2 separate regions of the Triticum aestivum genome follow, and region 1 is linked to region 2. The links are chromatin contacts, called in public Hi-C maps. All regions are on one chromosome and are shown on one strand. Each heading gives the region's core, a stretch centred on a gene start, on an enhancer-like site or on the middle of the called end of the contact. The rest is flanking DNA. Distances are from core to core; before and after follow the strand shown. Region 1 holds the start of LOC123169418 (protein DETOXIFICATION 33). Region 2 holds the start of LOC123170355 (beta-galactosidase 11).

The links. Hi-C and Micro-C count contacts between places; a contact is called where the count stands out from the background.
Region 1: a contact with region 2 is called in a Hi-C map of leaf, with 5 times the contacts expected there. The contact joins the promoter of LOC123169418 here to the promoter of LOC123170355 in region 2. A contact is called at or near these places in 4 of 5 Hi-C or Micro-C datasets (leaf, root and an unstated tissue).

The regions. Positions count from the first base shown.
Region 1 is chr7D:265,489,276-265,493,798 of IWGSC CS RefSeq v2.1, forward strand. It overlaps LOC123169418 (protein DETOXIFICATION 33), which reads right to left and starts at 1,477. Exons shown (of 6, transcript XM_044587294.1): 1 at 457-1,477; 2 at 230-316; 3 at 1-36. The coding sequence starts at 1,301.
Region 2 is chr7D:265,017,394-265,021,952 of IWGSC CS RefSeq v2.1, forward strand. LOC123170355 (beta-galactosidase 11) reads left to right here and starts at 3,168. Exons shown (of 11, transcript XM_044588205.1): 1 at 3,168-3,523; 2 at 3,625-3,737; 3 at 3,824-3,890; 4 at 4,087-4,179; 5 at 4,281-4,424; 6 at 4,538-4,559. The coding sequence starts at 3,236.

The sequences.
Region 1 (4,523 bases), core at 227-2,726, 470 kb after region 2:
AAGAACACCATGATCTGCCACCCGAACAGATTGGTGCTGCACGCGGCAGCCAATGTGCCACATCCAGAAATCACAACATGTCAGTGCTGCTATACTACTATTAGTACTATTTACTCTTTACTAAAGCTAGCTACCGTTTTGCTCAGCTTGGCAAGTACTCACTCCGTAAACTAATATAAGAGCGTTTAGATCACTAGTATGTAGCAATTATAACAGCTAGCTAGCTCACCAGATGGAGACTGCGGCGACGGCGACCTGAGCGTTGGGAAGGTTGCCCACGATCACAATCAGGAACATGTAGAACCAGAACTCCAAGCTATCATTCCGTGGTCGCAAATTCCATAGGGAAAGAGCGGGAACATAGAGTTGATTAATCACAACAGTTCATGGCAGTTAGTTGGACCATAAGTAGGAAACAGTATGTATGAACCACCGAGATGTACGAAGTGTACGTACCAGATCATGATTGCTGAGCCGATGGAGAGGCGGGCGAAGCTGAAGAGCTGGGTGAAGGCGAGGGAGTCGAACTCAAAGCCGTTCCAGGCGCCGGGGCAGTAACCCATGACGATGTAGGCGAGCTGGCCGAGCACGACGAACCACCACGACGCGTTAAGCGCGACGGCGAGGCCAACGAGGCCCATCCGCATGGGCACCACGAGGAACCAGGTGAGCGCGACGTGGAACGCCAGCGCCGCCGCGGACACCGCCGCCATGGCCATCAGCTTGCTCTGCGCCTGCAGGAACTTCTGGATGGGGAAGTTGAGCGCGTAGGCGAAGAGCTGCGGGACCATGTAGAGCGAGAACCTCCCGGCCATGACGGCGATCTGGTCGTCCTGGTGGAAGAACCTGAGGATCGGGGTGGCGAAGAGGTAGAGCGGGAGCATGCAGACGGCCGTGGCGGTGAGCAGCAGCCAGGAGCGCTGCAGGTAGACGCCGAGCATGGGGAGCTTCTTGGCGCCGTAGGCCTGCCCGCACAGCGTCTCCAGCGCGCTCCCCATGCCGTACATGATCCCGAAGGCGAGGCCGGCGACGACGGAGTTCTCGGTGGAGACGGCGTCCAGCTCGAGCGTGGTGAGGTGGCCGGCGGCAACCTGCGTGATGGCGCCCAGCGAGTACTGCGCCAGCGACGTGAAGATGGCCGGCCCGGCCAGGCACCACAGCCGCCGGTTCTCCTGCGCCGCGCACCGTAGGAACGCCGACACGCTATGGATCTCCTCCAGGTCATCCTTGTCGCCGCTGCCCGCCCTCGCTAGCAGCGCCTCCGTCAGCGGCTCATCACCGCCGCCAGCACACGAAGCCATCGATCGATCTGTATCCCAAGACAGTCAACACTGGACTGGACCGGTCTGGAAAGGAAAATATATGGCCTGCCACTGCCAGTAGGGTGCGGTATCGGTACCACGAATGCAATGCGGCAGCTACCAGTCAACTGCCCGATCGAGCAGACGACACTTGGTGCTTCCGCTTCCTATGGTGACGGCACTATCCTTTGCGAGTTAACCGGCGCGCTCTCTGGGCTATATAGGCGAAAACCGAGGTGGCGAACAAGATGAGCCACGCCGTCTCGACAACGCAAATCTCATGTCCAGCTTATGTTATTTGATAGTACAATACTCCACAAAGCGCGTGTCCACTAATCAATCCAGTCCACTGCTATGCAAATACTGCTAGTAGTAGTAAGTCGGGGTAGTATAGATTAGGGCTACACTCACGGGGAGCTTACGGGGTTGATTAAGTGATTTAATTAAGGTTCGCAGGTCCCACAGTGAAAATCAGGAGGGGCAAATTAGAAGATGGCACGTAGGCCACTCCGTGAAGGTCGTTGAAGGAGCCCGTGAGTCCAGTATTATCCGTATAGATTACTAGTAGATCCCGTCGCTTTCGCTTTCGATCGGATCGCTCGCAGTCGCCATCCAGGTTTTATAGGAGACAAACGCTGGACGGCTTAGCGTACAGCGCGGCTTGCACGCATGTCGTCACTCTTATCTACTCCATGATTACTTGTTTACGAAACAACACCTGCTATTTGCTGCCACTGAAAATGTAAAACCATTAACCAAGGAAAAACACAAGAAGTAACACAGAAAATTGACGGACTGCCTACTGCGTAAAAAACACAGCAACAGCTAAGTTACATGATCTGAAGTTCTGAACTGGCTACTGAAGCATCAAGGATTCAAGGACCCTGTCTTGTGTCAGGACTTCACCCACGACCTCATAATGAAAGTACACGAACCGAACAACGCAATGTTTGTATAAATGCTTTTAACCCACGTCTGCCCATGTCTATGTGACTACTATGCGTTTACTCAGTTGATACGATTAAGATCTCGGTTGCTAAGAGGTTTTCAAGTGCTTTGTATATATAGTGGTGCCCCGCTGTCCATGTCTATGACCACTATGCGTTTACTCAAATGATACGATCAAGATATCTGTTGCTAGGCTTGTGCTTAGCTTACATTAGCTCATATCTCCTCTTTAGCTGTTTTGAGCTTCTCTTGTATAGCTGGAATCCCCAGCAGAGATAGTGTGTGCGCTACCTTTGTATGTTTTTCAGTTGTCAATTTATTTATAAAGGGGCGCAGAAGCTTTTTTCGGTATAGCGGTGTCGATCCATTGTCAAACTTACATGAAGTAACTTTTTTCAATTTAACTATACGCAAGTCGCCTGAGTATTAATTTTGGGTTAGTCAACTTATTGGACATTGATTTTTGCTTTGAGATTTGTACTGTTCTGTGAGCTGGCTTACGTTTTGTTTTTGACTGACCAAATATTTGGGTCAGTCAACTTTCTACTGGCCTGAAGCTCACGTATGCTGCCCAGCCCTCCTCTCTCCCCTTTCGTTTTTTCTTTAACAGAAACCTATTTTTATGTGTTTTTTTGTTATTCTTTATTAGTTGGATTTTATTATTTTCTTGGTAGGTATTTTTTGGTGTTGGGTGAGTGTAAATATATACATACAAATACTATACAATATGTGTAAATATTACACTATCATATGATTGTTGTTCGTATACTACAAAAGTGCAATTTTAGTGCAAAGTTGTGTGCAAGTTTTTTTCTTCACATTTTCATTATATTTATTTTTAAAGAGCAATAGCAATGCCACTAATTCGTTGTTCTTATAAAACTTTATTATTTTGATTTCGATTTAGTTATTATTTTATTTTCTTTCTTCATTAAGGGTAATATCGATGTTCAGCATTATATGCTTATTCTTGGGTATTTTAAAAAAGGCGCAATTTTCTTGTATATTGTGTGCATTTTTTTCATTTTTTGTTGTAGATATGTTTTCATTTTTCTTTTTCTTAATGGATAATACCAATGTCATCAATTCATTCCTTCTTACAAAACCTTATTGCTTTGATCTTGTCTTAGTTTGATTTCATATTCTTTCTTCTTAAAGGGTAATACCAAGCCACTTATTCATTCTTTCCTAGAAAATTTCATTATTGATTTTATTTCAGTTTTCATTTCTTTTTGTTTTTCTTAAAGGGTAATACCATGCCACTAATTCGTTCTTCTTAGAAACTTTATTGTTTTGATTTTGTTTTAGTTTTTGTTTCAGTTTATGTATTCTTTAATGGTAATATGAATGCCACTAATTCATTCGTTCTTAGGAAACTTCCTTTTTATGTAAATTCCACTATTATATGTTAATTTTTGCATATTATAGAAAAGTGCAATTTATGTGTAAATTGTGTGCAAATTTTGTCATTGTTTATTTTTTATTTTATTTTTCTTAAAGGTTTATATGAATGTCACTAATTCATTCTTTCATAGAAAACTTCTATTTTTATTTAAAATAAATAAATCATATGAAGCATTTAACAAAATGGTGTATTAAAAAACATAAACTATTGAATTGAAGTAAACGGGCTGCCATTTTAAACAAAAATGTGTAACACAATCTACTTATATTTGCTCAAGCGTCCAATGTATATACCATTTATGCCCACACAAAAATTAGTGAAACAATGGGTAGATTAGTGCATAAATTGTAACTTTTGGCCACATTCATGACTTGATGATGTGGCATGGTAACATAAAGAGGAAAAATAAGTACTTATGACCACATGCATGATTTGATGATGTGGCATGGTTGCATGAGGAGGAAAAATAGGTAGTGGGTTGCAACTGTGTAAGAATAGAAGATTTAATTGCACGGCCCATGTATATCCACATATTGTCTGAGGTATATGTAGTATCAATGTTCCTCACAATTTCTTTCCGGGTTGGATTCAATTTGAAATAAGCTATGACAAATATATGAGAAACGTTAGTTAGAAAGTAAGTTCAAACTGGAAGGGGAGGAGTAAAGTACAAGTATTAACCAGAGATAACAATATGAAAATGTGCAACCATAACAGAAGAAATTTGCACTGAAGTCTGGTAGGTACATACATGGATGAAAACTAGGACGAGTCGACAACTAGACATCTAAGGAGCCGACTTGGTTGGGAAATAAATTGATGTGCATCTCCTCATTAAATCCACGATGTAGGTGGTACACATATAAGAG
Region 2 (4,559 bases), core at 1,918-4,417:
TGTACTGGATTATGAGGATACTTTTAGTCCTGTTGTTAAAGCTGCTACTATTCGCCTTGTCTTGTCAATTGATGTGTCCAGAGGATGGAGTCTCCGACAGCTAGATGTGCAGAACGCGTTTCTTCATGGTGTTCTGGAAGAGGAAGTATATATGCAGCAACGTCCTGGGTTTGAGGATAAACATCACCCTTCTCGTATCTGCCGGCTTGATAAATCTCTTTATGGGTTGAAACAAGCTCCAAGGGCATGGTATTCTCGTTTGAGCTCCAAGTTGCAAATGCTTGGTTTTATTCCCTCCAAGTCTGACACATCATTGTTCATTTATAAGAAGGCAAATACTACTATGTTTGTTCTTATTTATGTGGATGACATTATTGTCACTAGTTCATCTAATGCGGCAGTAACAACTCTTTTGAAAGACTTGCACTCAGAGTTTGCTCTTAAGGATCTAGGAGATCTTCATTTTTTTTCTTGGTATTGAGGTACAGAGAAACAGTGAAGGTGGTCTACATCTATCTCAAGAAAAATATGCAACTGATCTTTTGAGTAAGGCCGGGATGCAGGGTTGTAAACCGTCTCCAACACCACTCTCTAGTTCTGAAAAATTATCCCTTGCCGAAGGTGTATCATTAAGTCAAGAGGATGGCACTAAGTACAGAAGTTTGGTGGGAGCACTTCAATATTTGACACTCACCAGGCCTGATATTTGCTTTGCTGTAAACAAAGTGTGTCAATATCTTCATGCACCTACTTCTGCTCATTGGACTGCTGCTAAACGTATTTTGAGATATGTGAAGAACACTCTGAGTATTGGTCTTACTTTCAGCAAGTCCTCATCCACTCTAGTTAGTGCATTTTCTGATTCTGATTGGGCAGGGTGTTTGGATGACAGGAGGTCCACAGGTGGTTTTGCAGTTTTCTTTGGACCTAATTTAATATCATGGTGTGCAAAGAAACAAGCAACTGTGTCACGGTCAAGCACTAAAGCAGAATACAAAGCACTAGCAAATGCAACAGCAGAAATTATTTGGGTCAAGTCTGTTCTCAAGGAGCTTGGAATATATCACACACAAACTCCATGTCTTTGGTGTGATAATCTTGGTGCTACATATCTCTCTCTGCTAATCCTGTCTTCCATGCCAGAACTAAACATATTGAGATTGATTATCACTTTGTTAGAGAGAGGGTGGCCAACAAAGAGTTGGAAATTCGGTTTGTTCCCTCCAAAGATCAAGTTGCAGATGGCTTCACAAAAGCTTTGCCTACAAGGTCATTTGAAGAGTTCAAGCGTAATCTAAATCTTAGAAGTTAAGATTAAGGGAGGATATTAGACATATCACATTATGTACAAGGGCCACCGGCCAGAGTAGTATTCTGAACTTATCTGTAAGGAGGTTAGACTAGTTAGATCTCTCTCTCTCTCTCTCTCTCTCTCTTATCTCCACGCCTTGTAATCTTCTCGTTGTTAGACCAGGACTCTACCATGACTTGTACATCACACAAACTATCAATATATACATGCGGGTCTCCAAGTTGAGGAGATTGAGACGCTTCCACAATTCTTATAGGGCGATCCGCGACCTTCGCCTCGGATTTGCCAGGTACGATTCGGGAAAAAAAAATACGGGCGCACGGCGGAGCAAGGAAGAGGGCTCTGATACCAGATTGTCACGACCAGGCTCCGGTGGAATCTCGCCGCCGACAAGCTGCAGCACAGAATTTGAATTTGGAGAGAAGGAGGAGCCGGGGTAGGATACAGAAGCAGGAAGAGATAAGCTAGATAGAATGAGAGGTTCACTCTGAATTACAATTTTTTCGATCCCGTTCTCTCCCTCGCTCCCCTGCTTATAACACGCAGATTACATGGGCCGCTCAACTTTGGCCCGTTGGCCCACTACTCTACCCTTGCGGTCGTCTTGGCCCGAGCCTCGTTTGAATCTTCCGGTTGCCTCTTTACGCCTTCGCCCCGCCTTCTTTACGCTTCCCTTGACGCGAACGCGCCCTTGTCATCACCAGTGTACTGACAATAGGTAGGTTGGTTAGTATTCATTATTCATTCTTAATTTAGTATTCATTGTTTCGATCCTCAGACCACCACAGCCTACAAGCACTAAGATTTACTCCCTCCGTTCCAAAATAGATGACTCAACTTAGTACTAAGTTGAGTCATCTATTTTGGAACGGAGGGAGTAGTTATGCTTGTCTAGACGGTTTTCTTATTTATGAGTGTTCGGACCTTCAGTCGCTTCAGTCCATGTTAAGTCTTCTCTAATAAAGCTCTCAATCCTAGTAGTTGCTTAGTTTGTCAAGAAATCCCAGGTAGTTTAGCAAGTTTGTTCATACAGTTTTCAGTTTATCTGCATTTTGTCATTTCACTACTTTATCCTTCATATTTATTTCTTCACTTCATTTTTTCAAGATCAGAAACATGCTGGAAATGGACCGAATGGGGCGTCAGTGGTATCGAATCCCACCATGATCAGATACATGCTTTTGAAGCTCAGAGATACAACTCTCAGAGCAAGATAATTTCTTATGGATCTGCGCCAACAAGCCTACCGACACCTGTGTCGCTTCCAACGGCTCTAGCAGCCAAGGAGCGGCCTGTTTTGCGGGGGGCGGGATTTAAGATAGAGCTCTTAGAAGATCATTGTTCTCATACGCTATTCCAGTAAGATCTATGTTCCTATCATTGTTTTCGTATTGAAGTTATTATCAGGTTTTGTATTTGTTTTCATCAGTCTTCAGCACAAGTAGCATCAGCGATCGGAGGCGATGGTCATAGCGAAGCACGTCCGGAGCTCCTCCACGCAGGCCACGGCGGCGAGCTCCTCCATGCAGTGTCTTCCGTCGCCGGCTCAAGGTGGAAGTCGTAGCACCGGCGTAGGTGACTGTGACGGCGTGACGGTTCCCGTTCCAGGCTAAGCACGGCATGCAACAACCCCGCCGCAAACAATGCCGATCCACGGCTGATTCAGTCAGAAAAAAACCCGCCCCGCCTAAAACCACCACCAAGAACCTCCGCACCCGCACACGCGCGGGCCGCCGAGGCCAACCGTTCCCTGGGTGATGCTGATGCGTGGACGGACGGACGGCATGGCGCGCGCGCATGTCGCTCCCTGCGCTCCCGCGCGGCCACAGCGCCATCCCTTTAAACTGAACGCCTCCCTCCTATTTTAGGACTAGCGGGAGCGCGAACTTGTGGCCCCTAGCTTCCACGCACGATCCACCCACCATGTCCCTCCTCCGCGTCCGGCTCGCCGCCGCCGCGGTGATCGCCGTCGCCGCGCTCGTGGCCGGCGGGGACGCCTACCAGCTCACCAAACCAGGCACCGTCATCTCGTACGACCGCCGCTCGCTCATGGTGGACGGACAGAGGGACCTCTTCTTCTCCGGCTCCATCCACTATCCACGCAGCCCTTTCCACGAGTGGCCCGACCTCATCGCCAGGGCCAAGGAAGGCGGCCTCAACGTCATCGAGTCCTACGTCTTCTGGAACGTCCATGAACCCGAGATGGGCGTGGTAACTGTCACACACTCCATCTCATTCATCTCATCGTATACCTACGTACCTGCTCATCGTCCATTCCTCCTTGGATTGGATCCATCCATGGTCGATTTCAGTACAACTTCGAGGGGAGGTACGACATGATCAAGTTCTTCAAGCTGATCCAGGAGCATGAGATGTACGCCATGGTCCGTATCGGGCCCTTCGTCCAGGCGGAGTGGAACCATGGGTTTGTTCGTCTCTTTGCTTCACATCTCAATCTCTAGCTGATCTGCATTCACGGTCTCCGTTTAATCTGTGATTTTCCTCTTCCAGAGGGCTGCCTTACTGGCTCCGGGAGGTCCCCGACATCATCTTCCGCACAGACAACGAGCCTTTCAAGGTGATCAATCAGACCATCAAAGCACACAGAATTATTAGTTGCAGACATACCAAACTAGATGCATTTCTTTTTCTTTCTCAAGGGTAAAACAAACTAGATGCATTTCGAGAAAGAAAAAAGCTCGACGTAAATTTTGCTACATACAGAAATAATTAAAACGGCGTCCTCACCTTGGTTTTTCTCTTTATATATGCAGAAGCTCATGCAGAAGTTTGTGACTCTCGTAGTGAACAAGCTCAAGGAAGCCAAGCTCTTCGCATCACAAGGAGGCCCTATCATTCTAGCACAGGTACTGCATGCATATCTTGACCCTTTTTCTTCCTGCTGAATACTTATATCTATCATGTATGGTTTCTCAAATGAAATGCACCCTGCATTGAAAAAAAAAAGATCGAGAATGAGTACCAGCACATGGAAGCGGCGTTCAAAGAAAACGGCACCAGGTACATCGAATGGGCAGCTAAGATGGCCATCAGCACCGGCACCGGGGTGCCATGGATCATGTGCAAGCAGACTAAAGCTCCAGCGGACGTGGTAATTTATTAGTATGATCTGACATGTTTAAGTTTCATTTGCCATGATATAATTTCTTGTTTTAGAATTTATTAACCATGCTTAATCCATAATCATGTTTTTTTCCTCTCTAGATTCCTACCTGCAACGGTAGGC